Regions from separate parts of the Mus musculus genome. Here region 2 is linked to region 1. A link is a contact called in public Hi-C data. All regions are on one chromosome and are shown on one strand. Each heading gives the region's core, a stretch centred on a gene start, on an enhancer-like site or on the middle of the called end of the contact. The rest is flanking DNA. Distances are from core to core; before and after follow the strand shown. Region 1 overlaps Sag (S-antigen, retina and pineal gland (arrestin)). Region 2 overlaps Dgkd (diacylglycerol kinase, delta).

Region 1 (4,366 bases), core at 1,047-3,546:
GGAACTTAGCCGTGGTCACCCAGAGGGCAGGCAGTGACACTATGGTTGGTATAAGGCTATGCCCAGAGCCAGCCTGGGCAACTATAACATCATGCATGCCACAGTGGAAGTGGGAGCATTACTGATATGCCTGCCTGTGAGCCTCTGGGGAAGCCCGGTACCAGCCCTGCACGGGTGACCCATTCACAGAGCATCCAGGACTTACATGGTGCTGGAGGCCAGGTTTGTGTCCTCATGCTTGATCTTCCCATCCAGCGCGATGCCTCTTCTTTCTCTGTTGTTAGCCAGTAGGGGCACCAGCACCAGTGTCTTGGTCAAAGTGCTGTTTGGCTGCACTTTTTCTCTTGAGGAAGAATCATAGAGAGTTCTATGGCTGTGACAGTCACAATTAATACCTTGTCCTGGCCACCATTAATTAACATCTCAAGATCCTACCTGCCGTGGGCATTTTTAGAGTGAAAGTTTCCCTTACCAAACAGACATGCTGTTAGTCCTGAGCCTGAGGGGCAGCAAGACTATGACACTTCAGGGCTGGAGAGATGGCTCAGTTGGTAAAACATGTGCCATAGAGTCCTGAGGGAAGCCCTGTGCTACCATGTTCAGTGTGTCTGTAAACAACCACTGGAGAGCTAGAAGATGGATCCCCGGAGATCATAGGCCTGCTAGTCTCGCTCAGTCACTGAGATCCAAATTCAGTGAGAGACTTTGTCTAAAAAATGTAAGGTGTAGAGATGGCTCAGTAGTTGAGAGTTCTTGACTCTCTTGCAGAGGACCAGAATTCAGTTCTCTGCACCCACGTGGTAAATCACAGCCACCTGTAACTTTAGTTCCAGGGAATCAAATGCCTCCTCCTGGCCTCCAGAGGCACCAGGCACAAACAGAACACACACACACACACACACACACACACACACACACACACACACACACACAGCATACACAAAAGGTTGGGACATTCATTCCCTCAAGCCTCTTGACTTGTTCTGAATTACGAAAACCTCTGAAATGTTCTGTGAGGTTAAATAAGACCAATACTCAGCAGTGGTGGTACATACTGGTAATCCCAAGACTCAGAAGATTGAGACAGGAAGATCATGAGTTCTAGACCAGCCTGGACTACATAGTGAAAGTCTGTCTTATAAAAGCAAAAACAACAAGACCAGAAGCAAATGAAACTCACTAAAAATCTAGCTGAGTGTAGTGGCATTGTCCTTTAATGCTAATACTTGAGAGGCAGAGACAGGAGAATCTCTGTGTATTCAAGGCTATCCTGATCTACACAGCCATAAAGAGACCCTTTCCTGAGTCCCACTGTGGGCAGTGTCAGCAAAGAAGCTGATACAGAACCACTGTAGCCAAAACTGTCCATACTAGGAAGGATAGACCGTGTGACTGATAGGTCTGTAACCACTTATAACCCAGGTCAGTCTGATCAGTCAGTTCAAAGATCTCTCTCTCTCTCTCTCTCTCTCTCTCTCTCTCTCTCTCTCTCTCTCTCTCTCTCTCTCTTCCCCTCTTCTCCCCTCCTCTCCCCTCTCTCCCCTCTCTCCCCTCTCTCCCTCTCTCCCCTGTCTCCCCTCTCTCCCCTCTCTCCCCTCTCTCCCCTCTCTCCCCTCTCTCTCCTTCTCTCCTCTCTCCTCTCTCCTCTCTCCTCTCTCCTCTCTCCTCTCTCCTCTCTCCTCTCTCCTCTCTCCTCTCTCTGTGTAGCCCTGGCTGTTTTGGAACTTACTCTGTAGACCAAGCTGGCCTTGAACTCACAGAGATCTGCCTGCCTCTGCTGAGATTAAAGGTATTCAACATCACTGCCCAGCTTGGCTCCCCTCTTTCTTTACTGGGGTTCCTGCAGAGGGCTGTGGGGTTTCCTATGAGTGAAAGACAGAAGGAACCCCACTCTGAGGGTCAATTCTGGGACCTGGCTAGAGACACAGCACTCCTGGGATTCCAGAGTGGTATCTGGGCTGGACAATTCATTCTGCAGTGCACATCCTAGCAACCAGGCCTGGGCTGCAGGCAGAAGGTAGAGTATGGCTTGCAACAATGCTGGCTGGGAGCCAGCATCAGGACCACTTCCTGAATGAGTTCCCAGACATCTGGACATGTGAACTGTCTCCCATGGGAAGGACGCCCCTGTTTGCACCCCAACCCCCGGGAGTTTAAAGCAGCTTCTGCTTCTCCTGCCTCTAGTGAGTTCAGGAAACTCTTGCAAAGTTTTGCTTGAGCTAGGGGTGGCCACATCCTACCACCTGGGTTGTGGTGTTCTCTCTCTCTCTCTCTCTCTCTCTCTCTCTCTCTCTCTCTCTCTCTCTCTCTCCTCTAGCAGAAGAGGGCCTTTGGGCTAGGCTGTACTGTAGTAGAACCTGCGGAAGCCAGGCCCACAGCTGTGTTCAGGGCCATTAGGATCTCATACTGCATGGTCAGCAGCAGCTTACAACGGATGTTTGACCCGGTTTGAGGAACCCTGCCCACCAGAGCCCTGGTTGCTGGATGTGTCTGGAACAGTGCTGGGCTCTTGCAGCCTTCTGAGTGGCTTCTACATTGAGACCAATGTGATTTAGTCGTAATGGGATGGTTTTGAGAAGGGCCTTGGAGATGAGAGAAAACAACTCAGGATGTGTCTGTGAGAACATTTCCAGAGAAGATTAGCCCAGAGGGAAGGCTGCCCTGGATACAAGAGCCACCATTGCAGAGGCTAGAAACCTGGCTGTCATCAAAGGGGGAGCAGGGGTATCCTGCTAATGCCTGCATTCCTTGTTTCCTGAGCTGTTCTGCTCTGCCACGCCCACCCTGCTGTGATCAATAGAAACTGTGAATGGAAACAGATATTTCTGTGACAGTTTGTTTTCTCAGATACGTGCCTGTGCCTAAACAATGAAAAAGCTAACATGATATGGCCCCATTTCTAGACTGCTCTGCCCACCCCCGACCCCCGGGAAATCCTAGAATGGTGTCCATTCTCCCGAGGATCATTTGGTCCAAAAAGCACACAGAGTTTTGAATGAGAAACAGGAAATGGTATAGAGATACACACACACACACACACACACACACACACACACACACACACACACACACATCTGGTGTAATCTTCCTGCAAATTCTGCTACAGTAAAGGCTATCATTCTAGCCCGAGGGCCCCCTTCCATGACAGTCAAGCTGGGGGGGAGACAGACAGACAGACAGAGAGAATGAAACATGCATGCAGACACACACACACACACGTGTGTGTGTGTGTGTGTGTGTGTATATATATATATATATATATATATGTATATATAGATATATGCATATATAGATATACGCATATATATATATAGATAGATATAGATATATATATATACACACACATACATATCATAGCCCTAGCCTGGGCTAATAGCTCATTTAGTCATCTTCTGGGGGCAGGACGAGCATCTCATTCCTGTCAACACATTCCAAGGATACACAGAGCCCTTCTTGTTCCCATAGTGACCTTACTCTCTAGATTTCTCTCCTCCGGTCCCTTGTTTATAAAGACTGTTCTCCCAGCCTAAGAGATGGACCCAGAGGCAAAATAAACACATAGCCTAGCCTGCCTTGCTTCATAGCTCTTGATGGGAGAAAGGGGGAAGAAAGCAAAGGCTTTCTTTTCAGAAAAGGCAAAGTTCCCTCTTCAGAAGAGGAAGCTGACAAAGCGGGCTGCCGCCCAGGAAGTGGAAAGACACCTGCTACTTACTGTGTTTCCTCCGAGGCTACAGGCTTGACGTAATAGTCACTTGAGTAGAGAACCACATTGGCTATCTGTTCCACTGCAAAGGGAAGACAGGAGGGGGTGGTCAGGGCAGCCCCTCGTGCCTTCAAGGAGACACACAGGACCATTTGACTCTGGCTTTCTCAGCCCTCGGCTTCAAGCTGCAATTTTTCAAGGTCTGGTTGCAGGCCATTTCTGTATACCAGTGACTCACTCTGCGTTACCAAAACACCGGGCTCTGAGATTCGGCTCCAGGAAGCACCCTTCTCTCCTCCAAACCCATAATCTCTTAAAATCAAGCTTGAGGATTAAGAGAAACAATTTCAAGTTCCCATCACAGTACCCAACTTATAGAAAACTACTAATGTTTTGTTTCAGAAAATTTCACCGTTTCAAGGTCATTGGTATTATTTTCCAATATATTTTGAGAAATATTTTTTTTTTATTTTGAAAAAGGCTTTCCTGTGTAACCCAAGCTGGCCTAGAACTCACAACTCTGCCTCAGGCTCCCAAGTGCTAGGTTACAAGTATGCACCAACACACTTTGCTGAGAAGTAAATTGTTTTTAAATTTTATTTATTTATTTTATGTATATGAGTACACTGTAGTTGTACAGATGGTTGTGAGCCATCATGTGGT
Region 2 (4,229 bases), core at 554-3,053, 91 kb before region 1:
TGAGGGGAAAAGTGCTAACTCAGGTCCTCCCACTACATCCCATGGAAAACTGCCACTCTGAGCTGTTCCTGGAGCAGAATACGGAAATCCACACATACTGCTATTTCAACAGTTCAGTAACCAACTAGCAGGCTGCATTTTGACACAATCTGAGTGACGGCTATGACAGTAGGCACAACGGCTAATTGCCAAAAAGAAGGACTGAGGGTAAAAAAATCAATGAACACAGGAAGAAATCAGGATAATATATCTTTATTTTAGTGTTAAAAACTAGGCAATTAGGTTCAATGAACTGCAACTCAAACTTTATAGAGGTTGAAGATTCTTCCTCTCCTCTTAAGACAGAGGCATCTAGCAATTAGGTACATCACCTCCCAGGAAAGAGGTGGCGCTTAGGGGACTACAGCCCCCATACTCATCCCCCACATGGAGCCTGATGCCAAGTTGTTTTTACAGCTCCCTTAACCTACATGATTTTCCCATTCATCCATCACAGTGGGGTGCCCCTCAACACCTGTTTGTAGTACCTGTTTGTGAAGGTTGAGGCTATCGATTTCAGAGAGGACCCAGCCAACACTGCCATCCCCGCCACAAACCAGAATCCGGAAGGTGTCAAACTTCTGAAATAACCGTAAGCTGTAGAAGAATGGGAAGCCAGGGAAATGAGTGCACTTTAAAAGACAAATGACGGGTTTCTCTGTCCTACACTGAGGGGACACCCTGTTCCATGTGGCTAAGCCCAGATATGTATATATAAGGTCGACAAGGTGGCCTAGATGTCTGTCTGCCAAACCCCTCTGCTCAGGGCCCATTTTTGTCTACATGAATGATGGCAATGTCAGATCCCAGCAGCTCCTCCAACCAGAAACAGGGAGGAGATAATACACACATTTCAGGGTACCACGACATTCTCACTTGATGTCAGCTCCTAGAAGGACTTGTGGCACAGTCTTCCATATCCCAGCTAAATACCAGGCCCAAGAACCCCAACTCTTGCTTTCCTCATTCATGTGCTAGCCCAGCCCTCCCCTCCCCGAGTAAGGGCAGCTTGGCTCAGCCTCCATTGCTGCTCTGAGTCCTTAAGGAGTCTCCAATAAAACCTTCTCAAACAAGAGTTCTATCATATGTTTTGTCTAATGGCTTGCTAATTAAGAGAAAAGAGTCAAATATCTCAGCAAATAATAGGAGCCCTCTCTGATAAGTATCTGATGCCCTCAGCTCCACCAAGGTCTGACCTAGTCCCTATCATGTATATAGGAAAAGGTGAAGGCAAGAGTATAAAGTGGGCACACTGGACCTCCTCAGAAGCTAGCACATTGGAGACACTAAATCACTAGCTTAACATAGTCTCCCTTACTTCGGATCCCAAAGAAACCAGTGCCTCCCTCCATTCAAGTAACTATTTACATATGCTGCCTTCTCACCAGGGACCTTGCAGACTCTGTCTCTAATGGAGCTGGCTGCAGAGGAAGTCCTCTGAACACAAGCTAGGATGGGCAACAAGACAGTGCCTCAGATTTGAACCATGGTTCAAATAAGTTCTGAGCATCAAGATTGCATTGACTTCCAAAGGGTAAGAAAAATATTTACATGTATCCTTTAAATGTTCACCAATGAGGATCCCTGCTCTCTAGAGAAGCAGTGGTCAACCAAGGCCAGAACTCAGGTAGTTAACCAAGTGTATGATATCAGGTGCTTCCCAGAAACAGGAAATGAGTACACCAGCTGCCAAGCCATCTCTACTAGACCTCTGTCACACCACCCTCTGCTTAGCTCCAGCGATATATCAGGGAGCTCTTACACATCAAAGTCCAGCTTGCCTGCCACACAGCACAGTGGAGTTTTCAAACAATATCCCTACCTGAGCCTGTTCAGTGTAGTACAATCAGCAGATACGGTACTTTTAATATCCCTGCCGAACTGAGACTAGTTCCTCATTAACCTCAGAAAGAATGGATCTGTGCCATTCAGAAAACAGGTATCTGCAGAATTTCAGGAATGCTGCCTTTGAACAAACAGCCTGTAGGAAGCCACTAGTGACTGTCTTCCAGCAAGCTGTGCAGCAAGTGAGAAAGAGCAGAAAAACAAAACAAAAATAAGAAACAAAAAAACAAAAACAAGAAAGAACATTGAAGGCCCAACACCCATGAGCCCCACAGCTTAGGCACACAGAGAAGTCCAGGCTCAAGCTATAGCAATATCTGGCTCTAAAAGAACCTCTCCTAAGCTCCTCCCAAACTCACAATGGAAGTAGGGGCTGCAAGCACCTCCCATTTCAATCTCCCCAAATGCTGGCATGCCCTCTGAGTCCTACCTTACAAGAACAAATGTTTCTTGCAAACCTGTGGAAAGTACAAAACTAAAAGGGAAGGCCACGTCTCCCTGGCTGGCAGGCGAGCACTGCACCTGCATGAAGATCCCACTGTGCTGAGATGGAAAAGTCCCCTTGGTTTTACTGGAAAAAGGCTTCCCGAGAACTAAGCGGGCAGTCCAGAGAGCAAGGCAGGTCTGTAAGCACCAGCACAGAAATGTCCCAAGCACAGGAGCTGATACATGTGAACATGCTGTACGTAGCAACTAGAGTAGTTGCGCATGCATGTTCACTCTTGTGTGGTGCTTTTGCAATGGGAGATGCAAACACCTACCATCTATTAGGAGCAGGTCCTTCATAAGCAGACTTTTGAGAGGGGCAGTTGAACTTTGCTATTTAAAAATTTCTTTATAAAAATGCATTTTTATTTTATGTATACTGCTGTTTTGCTTATATGTATGTTCATGCACCACGGGTACAGTGTCTACAGAGGCAAGAAGAAGGTGTTGAATAATACTCTGTGACTGGAATTATAAACAGTCAATATGATGTGTCTATAAAAAGATAAAGAGAGGAGGAAATATGTTCTATGGAGGTGTGATGAAGTGTGGGGGAAAAGGAGTGCCTTGATGGGCCAATGCTGAGGTATCCCTTCCCCCTAAGGGACCAACCACACAATGGTATAGCATAGAATAGAGTTATTTGGGACATGGGGAGAGGAGTCAAGAGGGTAGTAGAGGCAGAGAAAGGAAGAGAGAGACAGAGACAGAGAGAAAGAGAGGGGTAGAGGAGTAGAGCGGTCGGCCATCAGCACATGGAGAGGGGAGGGAATGGAGAGAGAGGTAGGAAAGGAAGCAGAGAAAGAGCAAGACAGGAGCAAGAGAAAGCGAGAACCAAAGAGCTAGGAGGGACAAGCAGCCCCTTTTATAGTGAATCAGGCTGTTGCCAAGTAACTGTGGGGTGAAGCTTAGACAGAATGCTAACAGTTGTGAGCTGTCATTTACATATTGGGAATCAAACTTGGGTCCTCTCAAGAACAGCCAATGCTCATATGCACTAAGCCATCTCTCCAGAACTTAAAAAAAAAAATCTTATTTTTGATCCTTTTAAAACGAGTATGTCTTATCTACAAAATATTGTAAATTCCTAGAATGGAAAGTCTCACACAATCCCTACCCAAGGTGTGGTCCTCCATTCATGAGGTCAAAAACCTGGGCAGGGTTCAGCAGCTGCTTGAATCTTCTGAGAAACTTCACACCTTGATTGTCTCCACTTTTTGAGTTGACAAAAACCAGCAGAGGGCTTGTACAAGACGGGGGACAGGTGGCCTTCCAGAACCCTAGAAATGAGGTGGGGTAGGAAAGAACCTTACAAGCTGTTGAGCTGTTGTAGACTGGGTAGCAGCAACAAGAGGCACAGAACTCACAGCACGAGCGAGCCAGTGAAGGACAACCCGGGTGTGAGGAGGTGAGCCTGCCTCACCTCACAGATTTCCCCTCACTGTATTATTCCCTCTTCTTGCTGCCAGCCTGGCAGAGCTCATTCCTCTGAATCATGTACCCGGAGATCCCTTCACCAATCCTTGCCAGCATGTTTCTCCATGGTCCAAGCAGACATGCTAGGCTCTGCCACAGATGGTGACAGGCACAGTCTTTCAGCTCTTGGCAGACCAGGACACTTTACACTGGGTCTCTACTCAGCAGCCAGTACATCTCTCAATCCTTCCAACAGTGCTGGTTCAAGCTTGCAAGCCCTATGGCAATTCCCAGGATGCCAACTATGACCTCTGCCCATGCCACATCTGAGCCTAGCCTCTTGCTGATCATGTCTCAAAACTGTCACAACACCCATCTCCAGAGCTGGTAAGGAAGGCAGCACAGCGGAATGGCATGTGAACACCCACCATCGGAGTCAATAC

The links. A called contact is a pair of places that touch in the nucleus more often than the background predicts.
Region 2: a Hi-C map of extraembryonic endoderm stem cells shows a contact between it and region 1, with 2.1 times the contacts expected there. The contact joins two enhancer-like sites. A contact is called at or near these places in 2 of 15 datasets of contacts at CTCF or cohesin (the G1E-ER4 cell line and large pre-B cells), 28 of 484 Hi-C or Micro-C datasets (the AML12 cell line, B cells, the C10 cell line and 18 more), 12 of 115 datasets of contacts at active chromatin or transcription factors (CD8 T cells, the HPC-7 cell line, T-cell acute lymphoblastic leukemia and 8 more) and 4 of 9 other capture datasets (adipose tissue, embryonic stem cells, liver and 1 more).

What each region holds. Positions count from the first base shown.
Region 1 is chr1:87,827,816-87,832,181 of GRCm38.p6, reverse strand. Sag (S-antigen, retina and pineal gland (arrestin)) reads right to left here. Exons shown (of 16, transcript NM_009118.2): 10 at 3,713-3,785; 11 at 206-343. Among named protein-coding and RNA genes, the nearest start is that of Dgkd, 23 kb to the left of the region's middle. Within about 2 kb of position 2,296, at least 154 of the 459 cell types and tissues checked have an H3K27ac peak or open chromatin away from gene starts, as enhancers often do. A contact at or near this core is called in extraembryonic endoderm stem cells, where this site is marked.
Region 2 is chr1:87,917,980-87,922,208 of GRCm38.p6, reverse strand. It overlaps Dgkd (diacylglycerol kinase, delta), which reads right to left. Exons shown (of 30, transcript NM_177646.3): 8 at 4,215-4,229; 9 at 3,488-3,650; 10 at 528-636. Among named protein-coding and RNA genes, the nearest start is that of Gm19582, 66 kb to the right of the region's middle. Within about 2 kb of position 1,803, at least 10 of the 459 cell types and tissues checked have an H3K27ac peak or open chromatin away from gene starts, as enhancers often do. A contact at or near this core is called in extraembryonic endoderm stem cells, where this site is marked.